Linked DNA regions of Canis lupus: region 2 is linked to region 1. A link is a contact called in public Hi-C data. All regions are on one chromosome and are shown on one strand. The core of a region is the stretch at or near the end of the contact, and the rest is flanking DNA. Distances in the headings are between cores, read along the strand shown.

Evidence for each region. A called contact is a pair of places that touch in the nucleus more often than the background predicts.
Region 2: a contact with region 1 is called in a Hi-C map of blood, with 3 times the contacts expected there. The contact joins the promoter of TEX10 here to the promoter of NR4A3 in region 1. A contact is called at or near these places in 2 of 9 Hi-C or Micro-C datasets (both in blood).

Annotation. Positions count from the first base shown.
Region 1 is chr11:57,141,131-57,146,500 of UU_Cfam_GSD_1.0, forward strand. It overlaps NR4A3 (nuclear receptor subfamily 4 group A member 3), which reads left to right and starts at 3,219. Exons shown (of 9, transcript XM_038552931.1): 1 at 3,219-3,677. LOC102153773 (a long non-coding RNA gene) reads right to left here and starts at 1,066. Exons shown (of 4, transcript XR_005367051.1): 1 at 966-1,066.
Region 2 is chr11:57,607,630-57,612,999 of UU_Cfam_GSD_1.0, forward strand. TEX10 (testis-expressed protein 10) reads right to left here and starts at 2,881. Exons shown (of 15, transcript XM_038552932.1): 1 at 2,706-2,881. LOC119876831 (basic proline-rich protein-like) reads left to right here and starts at 1,818. Exons shown (of 3, transcript XM_038553296.1): 1 at 1,818-1,829; 2 at 1,953-2,029; 3 at 2,117-3,182. The coding sequence starts at 1,818. The coding sequence ends at 3,182.

The DNA of each region.
Region 1 (5,370 bases), core at 1,969-4,468:
GATGGATTTTTCTTTTTTTCTTTTTTAAAGTTAAACAAGGATAAAGGTTTAAAACCGTCACTGGAGGAGCCTAATTCGTATGAAAACACTTGGTAGCTGCTTCACAACTACCTTGAGTGGGCAAGGGACCTTTTTATATATATAACGTTTGGAAAATGGAGTTTATTCAATAAATCCATCAAAAGATATCCTGTTTCCTACAAACTGTACCTAATTTTAGGGTTCCTGCTTCACAGTGATTCCAGTTCTGCGTGAGATTTCAAACTGAAGAGGTACCGGGAGGGGTGCAGAGCCCATGAAATTTTTACAGCATGGAAATAAAAAGTATTTTTAAACCTTCTAAGGGGTGAAGAATTAGACAAGAAGCAATACGTGGAAACTGTCAAGTGCTTCTCTACACACACACACCCACCCACCCACCAGATACCATCGCAGCCGGGTAGGGGAGTCTCCCTCTCCTTGCCTGACAGCTTCACTTTCTTTGAGGTCTCGAGCTGGTGATCACACTGGCCCGTCATGGTATTTTCAGTTAACAAAGCAGTTACTCAACAGGGGAAAAAGCCACAAAGGAGCAGAGCAGCTGCTGCTGCACCCGTGATGCAAGTGCAGGATGAGCCCCGGGCCGCCACCGCCGCCTCGGCTCCTCCGTGACGTCCGGGAGGGGTATCCCCGGCTCTCAGGAAGCGGTGGCCGCGGGCGGCTCCGCCCCCACGCGACTCGGGCTGGCCGGGCCGCCGCGCGCCAGGGCTGCCCCGCGAGCTGGCAGGCGGCGGCGGCGGCGGCGGCGGCGGCGGCGGCGGCGGCGGCGGCGGCGGCGGCGGCGGCGGCGGCCGCGGCCGGCCGGCACCTGCGCGCGCACCCCGCGGGCCGCGCACCCCGCCGCCGCGCCCGCGCCTCGCCCTCTGCGCCCGGCCCGGCCCGGCCCGGCCCGCGCCCCCTCGCTCCCGAGGCTCTCACCCACTCACCCCGACCCCCTGCGCGGAGCCTGGCCCAGCGCCGCCGGTCACCAGACGGGGTCGAGCCGGGTCCAAGATGGCGACTCCGCCCCCGCCCCCGCCCCCTCCGCACCCCCGGCGGGGTCAGGGCGCCCCCTCACGCGGCGCGCTCGCGCCCGGGGCCCGGCTAAAAATACCCGGGCTCCACTATATTTGGTTCGGCCGGATCCCGGCGCGGCCGCGCGCACTCGGCCCCGCCCCCGCGCCGCGCCCCGCCCCCCGCGCCGCGCCCCGCCCCCTGCGCTCCGCCCCGCCCCGCGCAGCACTGAATGGAGAAAGGGGCGGGGGTGACCGAGGGGAACCTACTCCGCTATCTGCGGCGCGCGCCGGCGGCGAGGCCCGGCCAACCGCCCAATTTAGTAACATCGCCTGCGTCAATCACGCGCCTCCTGTGCGTCAGCGCCGCGCGGCTCCAGGTCCTGCTCCCCTCCACCCCCCCACCCCCCCCCCCCCCCCCCCCGCCACCACCAGCCTTTGAATGGATACAATGTAGCAGCGCCCTCCTTCCTTCCGAGACTGGATTGGAACCCGCGGCGGTGCACGGGCTCGGCTCCCCTCCGCGGGGTCAGCTCTCTCAGCATCCTCCCTCCCACGGTCTTCTCTCCACACCACCCTGCCTGAAGTGGAAGTGGGAGTCGAAGAAATATATCCGTGTCGTATATAGAAATAAAATTAGTTTTGTTTTCAAGTTTCTGGTGCTAATAACTCGAACCTTCTTCCATTCTGAACCGCATGCTGTCGACAATAGGATCCTCTCCCACCCACCCCCCACTGCAAAACACACACACACACACACACACATGCAAACACTGGGACGTGTCAAAGAAATAGAATATCACGTGTGATTTAAGCGGACCGCATGGAGACCATGCCTGTCTGCGACGTTGCACTCAACTATTTTATCCCCCTTAAGAATTCATATCTGAGAGAGGTTGCTTTTCACTCAGCTGCACTTTGGAACTAAGAGACAGACTTTAACTTTGATAAATTTTTGTTTCTGTTTGCAGCAAGAAATTCACACTTAAATTCATCATTTCCAGGAAGAAATTGCTCTCCTTCACACAGTCGCCCAAGCTTTCAGCACACCATTTCATGACAAATGTGTCCCAGTAGAAGAGAGCAAATCCCATGGCGAGGAACTGACTAATAAATCCTGTTGATTGATTTCGAAATGTTTAATTTGGGAGATTGGAGGGGGGGGCAACCATGAAAAAGTGAAAGTGCGAGCTGAGATTTCCATTTCTGCGGGGTGGGGGTGGGGGGAATGATTTGCAACAGTCAGACCCGGTCAGCTGTTCAACACGTGTGTGTTTGTTTTACACACATTAAGTAGTTTCTGCGGCAGCGCGCACGTGGATGATGGATGTGCACTCAGTTGGCTTATTGTGGGTCCAGTTAGGAAATCCACACCTTAGCATAAAGAAATAAAACCTTATCTTCCCGGAGGCATCTGCATCCCTGTGCGAAACACGCACTCAGCAAATGATGCGAGGAGGAGCTGGATTAGCCTAGACGCTGCGGGCCAGCGAGACTTAAACAGCCTTGGAACTGTTGCTTGAGGAAAGCGCAGCTGCATGCACCTCGGAGAGTCTTCGGGCCGGTGCCTGACTCCTGCACCGGCTGCCAGGTCACTCGGAGAAGCTGGCTGGCGGAGCCTTCCCTTTCGGAAGAGCTGTCCTCTCCCTTACCCCCTCTCCCTGGCTCCGTGCCTCGGGGCAGCCTCGGAGGCGCGCCAGCCGCACTCCTCCAACACTACTCCACCCGAGCCTGACAGCTGGGCGGTCCCGCCTGACCCGCCGGCGGGCCGCTGCACCCTCCGGCAGACTCGCGCCCTGGCGAGCAGCGCCGCTGCAGAGGGGTTGGCGGCTCGGCTCCCAAAGGCCCCCCTGCCGGGCTTGGCCGCGCGGCGCAGTTTCCATTGTGCAGCCCGGAGAATGGTCCGGGAACGCGCGCGCGCACACACATGCACACACACACGCACACACACACACACACACACCCTCCCTCGCACACGCGGAACCGGCTGGGCCAGGGGAGGGAGGGGGAGGGTGACGTAGCGTCCCATGGCGTCACATTGACGTCTCGCATTCCAGGCACTCTATGGAGAGGCCGCTAGGGCTCCTGTGGCATAAATGACGTGCCGAGAGAGCGAGCGAACGCGCAGCCGGGAGAGCGGAGTCTCCTGCCTCCCGCCCCCCACCCCTCCAGCTCCTGCTCCTCCTCCGCTCCCCACACACAGACAGGCTCACACCCGCTCCCTCACTCGCACACACAGACACGCGCGCACACAAGCTCCGCACACACACTCCACTCTCTCCCGCGCGCTCACACCCCTCTCGCCCTGCGCCCTTGCCGGTGCAGAGCCGCGCGGCAGCCGGACGCCCCTCCCGGACTCACTTTGCAACGCTGACAGCGCCGGCGGCGGCCTCGGAGGTGGGAACTGCGGCGGCATCCTGCCCCCGGGCCGTGGCCGCAGCCAGGACGCCCGCGGAACCCCTCGCCGGCACTCTCCCATGAGTCGGGATCGCAGCATCCCCTGCCAGACGCTCACCGCCTCTGGGAGCCGCTGGGCTGGTTCACGGCAGCCCTTCCGGGACAGCAGCTGTGACTCCCCCCCCAGTGCAGATTTCGGGGCAGCTCTCTAGAAACTCGCTCTAAAGACGGAACCGCCACAGCACTCAAGTACGTATGAGATTCGCCCAGTGAATTGGGGGACTTGCTAAAAAGTTGGCGCGCTGGGAAGCGTCGCTCCTGAATTGACAACTTTGAGTGTGGGTTTTTTTTTTTTTTCCCCCTCGCCTCCTCGCTCCGGCTTCGCTCGCCGAGCGGCCCGGGGGGTTCTGATCTGAAACTTTTCCCCTGTAGCGGGCCCGCGGGGACCTCTGGAGCTCGTGGGATTCCTCCCCCAACCCGAAGAGGCGAAAAGCCTCTAACAAAGAGGAGGACCGGGATTTGTTCAGTAGCAGCTCCAGCGATGTAATTCAGGGTATTTCGGCTCTAGTTGTCATGGTAATGATGCTCTCGGCGGCGGCGGCGGCGGCGGCGGCGGCGGCAGGGAGTTGCAGCTCCGCTGATGAACGGCAGTAATTTTCCTGCCTTTTAACTAGGATTGAAAACAGGGGCTCCGGTGGGTCCAAGTTAATATACCTAATGGTGACTCCCAGCCGGTTGACTCGGGGGAAGCTGGAGAGGGAAGGGGCCTGGGCAGCGGTGGTTGGAGTTTGCAAAGGCGCTCGGATGATCTCTGGAAAGAGGGCGTAATTGTAGGAATGTGGCTTTATTGTATTGAAATGAGCCTGGGGCTCCACTAGGCACGTCTGCCTGGCGTAGCCTACTTGCCCGTGTGCACTTTTCCCTTCAGAGGTAATAGGCTGTAATTGCTGACTCCCGAGCCCGGCCACGCGTGGGGATCGTGTTCCTTTCCTTCGGGCCTTGGCTTGGTGTGGGAATGTTTTACTCTTAAGTGACGGAACTCGCGCTTTTGGAGAAGTTGCTCCGAGTGTTTTACTCTTAATAAGAATAAATGAAAGTTCTCAGTGCTGCGGGGAGAGCGGTTATGAGAGCGCAGCCTGCGGACAATGACTTCCAAAGGCACCTCCCGAGCCGGTTGGAAGCTTGGGTCAGGACTAAGAGAGAAAGCGTTTGTCCCTTGATTCTAAAGGACGTTCCTGGAGATTGCCTTTTATTTAATGCCTTCGGATTCGTGAGAGGGAAGAGCGGCAAGGAGTTTGGTAATCAGAAATGTCGGGCTGTCATCCCAGAGCCTTAGGGTGCCAGGAGACAGAGGTAAAGGGCAAATCCGTCCTGGATCTTCTATTCCCACGATGGAGAAATATTTTACAGAACTGAGTTGGGGAAGCAAAAAGCTGCCCAACGCGGCTACCGGGCACAATGAATGAAGTCAGAGTTCCCTTGACTTATCTTACCTGTGCGAGGTGCTCCTAGCGTGAATATCAAAGACTCCTCCTCGGGCCAAGCCACCTCCACGCCGGCTCCCTCCCCAGCCCCCACCCCCCGCACCCACCCACTCCCTTCCCCGCGACCGCGCGCGCTCGCAGAAATTCTCCCCCGCGGTTTGTCTCCTCTCCCTCGGTCTTTCTGAGAATCTCTGTCTTTCCCTTTCTGTCGGTCTCTCCTTCACTCCTACGGCCCCCGCCCAACCTCCGCCCCCGCTCCCCAGGGTTGGAAACTCCGCGGAGGAGCCCCGGTCACAATGGTGCGTTTCACGGTTTCCTCCACACACTTCACCACGGGGAGGGGAACATGGGGGTGTTCCTTTCGTCTGCCCACGAGAAAGAAAGGAGCTTTGACAGAGGTGGTTATTTCTACCTAATTTACAACCCCAAGGCTCGGTGCTCCGGCCCCGGCGGCCGCG
Region 2 (5,370 bases), core at 1,631-4,130, 470 kb after region 1:
AACTGTGCCTCAGGGATCCCCGGGTAGGCGCAGCGGTTTAGTGCCTGCCTTTGGCCCAGGGCGCGATCCTAGAGACCCGGGATCGAATCCCACGACGGGCTCCCGGTGCGTGGAGCCTGCTTCTCCCTCTGCCTGTGTCTCTGCCTCTCTCTCTGTGTGACTATCATAAATAAATAAAAATTAAAAAAAAAAAAAAACTGTGCCTCAGTTTCATCCACAAAATAGGAATAATAATACATACCCAAAAAATTAAATAAAACTTACATCATACAATTATTACGAGGTAGGATTAATGAGGAGCAAATGAGTTCCTATTTGTAAAACTCTGAGCATTTATACCTGGCACTGTTAAACATGTATGCTAAAAGCACAAACATGTATATTTTCTTAAAAGTCTCAGGACCAGTACAAATCACATATAGTATTAAATGCATTACGTACGTTAGCATTCAATTCTCACAAAACCACATGCATTATGTATATTAGCATTCAATTCTCACAAAACCACGTAAGGAAAGTGGTACTAAACCCATCTTAAAGATGTGGCTCAGAAAGATTTGTCAGACCTGTATTAGGAAGTTGAAGAGGGACTTAATACACCAAAGAGAGCTCTGCAAAATCAGCTTTATGTCACATATAGTGGAATTAAGGTGAGGATTGGAAACCTGAGTGGCAAAATGGCTTATCTTGACTTCATTTATACCTATTCAAGTTTTCATCCCACCCACACCTCTAGTTATTCTAGTTTTTAAAAATGGGTAAGCAAAAATCTAAAAAAAAAAAAATTCGCATGGCCTCTTTTAATTTAAAAAAAAGGGGGGAGGGGGCAGCCCCGGTGGCTCAGCGGTTTAGAGCCTGCCTTCGGTCCAGGGAGTGATCCTGGAGACCCCAGATCGAGTCCCACGTCGGGCTCCCTGCATGGAGCCTGCTTTTCCCTTTGCCTGTGTCTCTGCCTCTTTTCTCTCTCTGTCTCTCTCATGAATAAATAAATAAATCTTTGAGGGGGGGGAAAAAAAAAACTTTATTAAGCAAGCACACTTTTTGAGCTTTCCCTACAATTTTATTACTAGCTAGTACCAGAGATGAAAATAAATGGTACAAGACAGAAAAATCAAATGAATCAACCCAACTCACCAATCCTCCGTGTTATTTTTAGCCACTATATCTGGCCTGTGTCCAACACAGTCTTGTCAAGGTCTATGCTGTATCACTTTGTATCACTTTGTGTCCGTCACACTAATTTCCCTAATAAGAAAGCCTAAGAGGGCTGATCGCCATTCCTCGACTTTTGAAGCCGGGACCATTATTTTATGATACGCAGAGAACATTTTTATACTAGGAACTTTTATTTTTTTTTTTTTTTTTTTTTTTTTTTTTTTTTTAATTTATCTATGATAGTCACAGAGAGAGAGGCAGAGACACAAGCAGAGGGAGAAGCAGGCTCCATGCACCGAGAGCCCAACGCGGGACCCGATCCCGGGTCTCCAGGACCGCACCCTGGGCCAAAGGCAGGCGCCAAACCACTGCGCCACCCAGGGATCCCTACTAGGAACTTTTAAAGCTCTATTAACCAATTTGTCATTTTCACTTCAAAATAAAGATTTATTTTTTTATTTTTTTTTTTTTAGGGCTGCCCGGCTGGGCAAGCCTGTGGAGCCTGTAAAAAGCACGCCAACTCTGGATCTCAGGTTGACACTGGGTGTAGCGAGCGAGGACTTAAAAATCTCTTAAAAACAAGTCAATAAAACACAAATAAGATTTTTTTCATAGCACGGCAAGTCAAATGGTTTGACTAAAGCTACTCTGCAGCAGCCGGTATGGAACAGGAGGTACCAACTCCAGCCTTAAGGGGCTGAACTTTCACATCGCTGCCACCTCCCACGCGGGGGGGGGGGGGGGGAGCCCCTGAAGTTTGAGAACTGAACATTTCACAGATTCCAATCAATTTGCAGGTCTCCTGGATTGTCAACACAAGGGGAGATTCTCGCGGGCCTGAAAATGTCCACCGACCGAATCGAATTCCAGCTAGGCTTGTCTGCCACCCCCGATTTCCAACCTCCTTCGCAAAATAAATAAATAATAAATTAATGAAACTGTAATAACGCGTGTACTGCAGTTTTCCTTTTGATGGTTTCCCCGTCAACCCCTTCCTCTCCCGAGTTCCTCCCGACTCTACAGAAGGGGCCGGGGGAGAGACCCGGGACTTCCCAGAAAGTGGACGCCCCCCCGAGGGGCCGCCCGCGCCGCCCCCGCCGCCCGCGCCGCCCGCACACCTGGAGCGCGGCGGGGGCCCGGGAGGGGACGCCCGCTCCTCCCCGCCGTCCGCCGCCGTCCGGCGTCCCACACGGCAAGAAGAGCCCCCCGGGCCGCCAGCGCTCCCGTCCCTTCCCCTCCCGGCGGCCGCGGGGCCCAAATCGAGGCTCCCCGGCCTAAAAGTGCCTCCGCCGCGAAACGGCGCGAACCGGCCCAGTCACTCGAGGCGCTCCACACGCCCGCGGGCCGCCCCGCCCCGCCCCGCCCCCGCCCTGCCCCGCCGCGCGCCCAGGCCCCGCTCCGCCCCCCGCCCCCCGCCCCCCCACCGGGGCGCGCGGACCGGCCACGGCTCGGCCTGGCCCGCCTGGGCCGCGCGGACCGGGGGAGCCACGGCCCCGCGCGCCCGTCCCGCGCCCCGGGAGGGCCCGGCCCGACGGGCGGCGGCCGCTCACCTGAGGGCCCGGCTGGGACCGGGGCGCGGAGCGGAGGACAGAGCGTCCGAGCGGAAGCCCGCGGGGCGACGGCGCGCGCCACCGGCCTCAGCCCCTCGCTCCCCGAGCGTGTTTTCAAATCGCCTCGTCCTCACGCGGCCGCGTCTCCTTCCGCCGCCCGGAAACCAGGGCCCCTCCCCCGCCGCGCCGCGCTCACGTGACCGCGGCCCGCAGCCGCGCGCAGCCGGGGAGGCGGGAGCGGGAGCGCGAGCGCCAGGCCCCGCCCCCGGGAGGAGGGGGCCCGCCGGAAGCCCCCTGCGCTCGCGGAGGCCGGCGCGGGACGGAGCGCGGCCGCGGACCTGCGGGGCGGGCGAGGCGGGGCGGGGGCGGGGGCCGGAGGCGTCGCCCGGGTTCCCGCGGCGCGAGAGCGTGCCTCTGCTCCCCTCCGTGCTCCATGGCTCCCCGGACCCGGTGCCACATTCAGAGAACAGAAGTTGAACCGAAATGGAGCGGGGGGGGGGGGGGGGGGGCCGCGGGAAAAGTTTCGGGCCGCTGGAACCCGGGAGTTCCCGAGGACTTTAACCTGGATGGAGCGCTTCGCAACTGCCGGGCCGAGGGCAACGTACACCTATAGTCGCTGAAGCCTGAAAGTCTTCGTCGAGGGTTTTTTGTTTTTTTTTTTTTCCCCCTGATGTTTCAAAATCTCAGCCCTGAGATTGCAACGGCTGAAATGAAGTGGGCCCCGCTCCCCCGGGGAAGTTCAGGGAGGACCTGAATGTCTAGAAAGGAGATGAGAAAGGAAGGAGAGTGCTTGTTGGAAAGAATAATCCTTGCCAAAGACTGGCAGGTAGGGTGGAGGGAAGACACCCCCCCGCCCTCCCCCCCGGGTATGGGTGGGAGACCATGATTCAGATTTGTCTCTACAGCTTATCAGTTTATAAGACAGAAAAGCTGACAGCCCTATGAGCCTCCGTTGATGAGCAGAGACCCGAGCCCTGGGACAGAGACCATTCCTGTTCTAGGATGAGAGATGAAGCAGAGCCAGATACCCCCCTCCCCCTCCCCTGGCGACACACAATCTGCCTTGAATCCACCATAAACCAACATTTGGGAGTCCCCAGCATCCTACAGTATTACATGATGTTAAAAGTTGTGAAACGGGATCAGAAGAGGAAAGGTTTATTGCCACCCATCATGTCCCCTAAACTCCAGGTTCCTAGCTAACAGCTTACTCAACATTTCCTTTGACATCCTATTTGCATCTCAGGGTGCACTTGTCCAAAATGGAACTCCTGATCACACCCCCCCACCCCACCCCACCCCACCCCCGAAATGTATTCCTGCTACAGCTTCTTCATCTCAAATAGCAATTTCATCCTTCTGGTTACTCAAGCCAAAAACCCAAAGAAGGTCTTCTTTCTTCCGCATCTCACACCTAACTCATCAGGAGATTACTTCAAATGTTACCTGACTTCCACCACTTAGCACCACCTCCCTCGCTATCACCGTGGTCCAAGCCATCTCATGATCACGATAGAAGATCTCTGAATGGGTTTCCTGTTTCCATTATTACACTCTAGTGTCTCCCCCCTACGGTCTAATATCAGCAGAAAAGCTATGTGATTAATTTAAAATCTAAGGTCAGGTCACGCTTTTGCTCAAAACCCCTCAACTCCCCATGTCATTTGGAATAAAGCCAGAATCCTTATCATAGCCTCAAGATCTGCCGTATTCTGAAATATCACTGAACTTCTGGACACTCCTACAACTCTCCTGTTTTCACTCTTCTCCAGCCAACCTCCCTTGCTTCTTGTCTGTGGCAAAGTGGCACTGGTGGTGATGTAAGTAACAGAAGTGCTTGGCCTGGCTAAAGGAAGTATGCCATGAGGAATCATGTTCAAGAAAAAAGGAAAACAAAAAATAAGAAATCTGATCTTTATTTTTTTTAAATAATTTTTTTATTTGAGAGAGAGAGAAAAACCAAGAACATAAGTTGAAAAGACAGGAAGAGGGAGAAGCAGGCACTCTACTGAGCAGGAAACTAATGCCAGGCTCAATCCCAGACCCCTGGGATCATGATGAGCCCAAGGCAGACGTTTGACAGACTGAGCCTCTCAAGCACCATGAAATCTGATCTTTAAATTTTGGTGAACAAGCACATTTTTTTTTCCTATTTTTAAAACACTGGGGTGCCTGGCTGGTTCAGTCAGTAGAACTTGAGACTCTTGATCTTGAAGTTATGAATCCAAGCAGTACAATGGGTATAGAAGTAACTTAAAAATAAATTATAAAAGGGGTGCCTGGGGGAATCCCTGGGTGGCTCAGGAGTTTAGCGCCTGCCTTTGGCCCAGGGCGCAATCCTGGAGTCCCGGGATCGAGTCCTGGTCGGGCTCCTGACATGGAGCCTGCTTCTCCCTCTGTCTTCTCCCTCTGTCTGTGTCTCTGCCTCTCCCTCTCTCTCTCTCTCTCTCTCTGTGTGTGTGTGCTGTGTGTCTATCATGAATAAATAAATCTTTTAAAAATTAAAAAAAAAAAAGGGATGCCTGAGGGGTGCCTGGGTAGCTCCATGAGTTAAGCCTCTGTCTTTGGCTCAGGTCATAATCCTGGAATCCAAGGAAGGAGCCCTGGGTCAGGCTCACAGCTCAGCAGGGAGTCTGCTTCTCCCTCTGCCCCCCCCTTTTGTGTT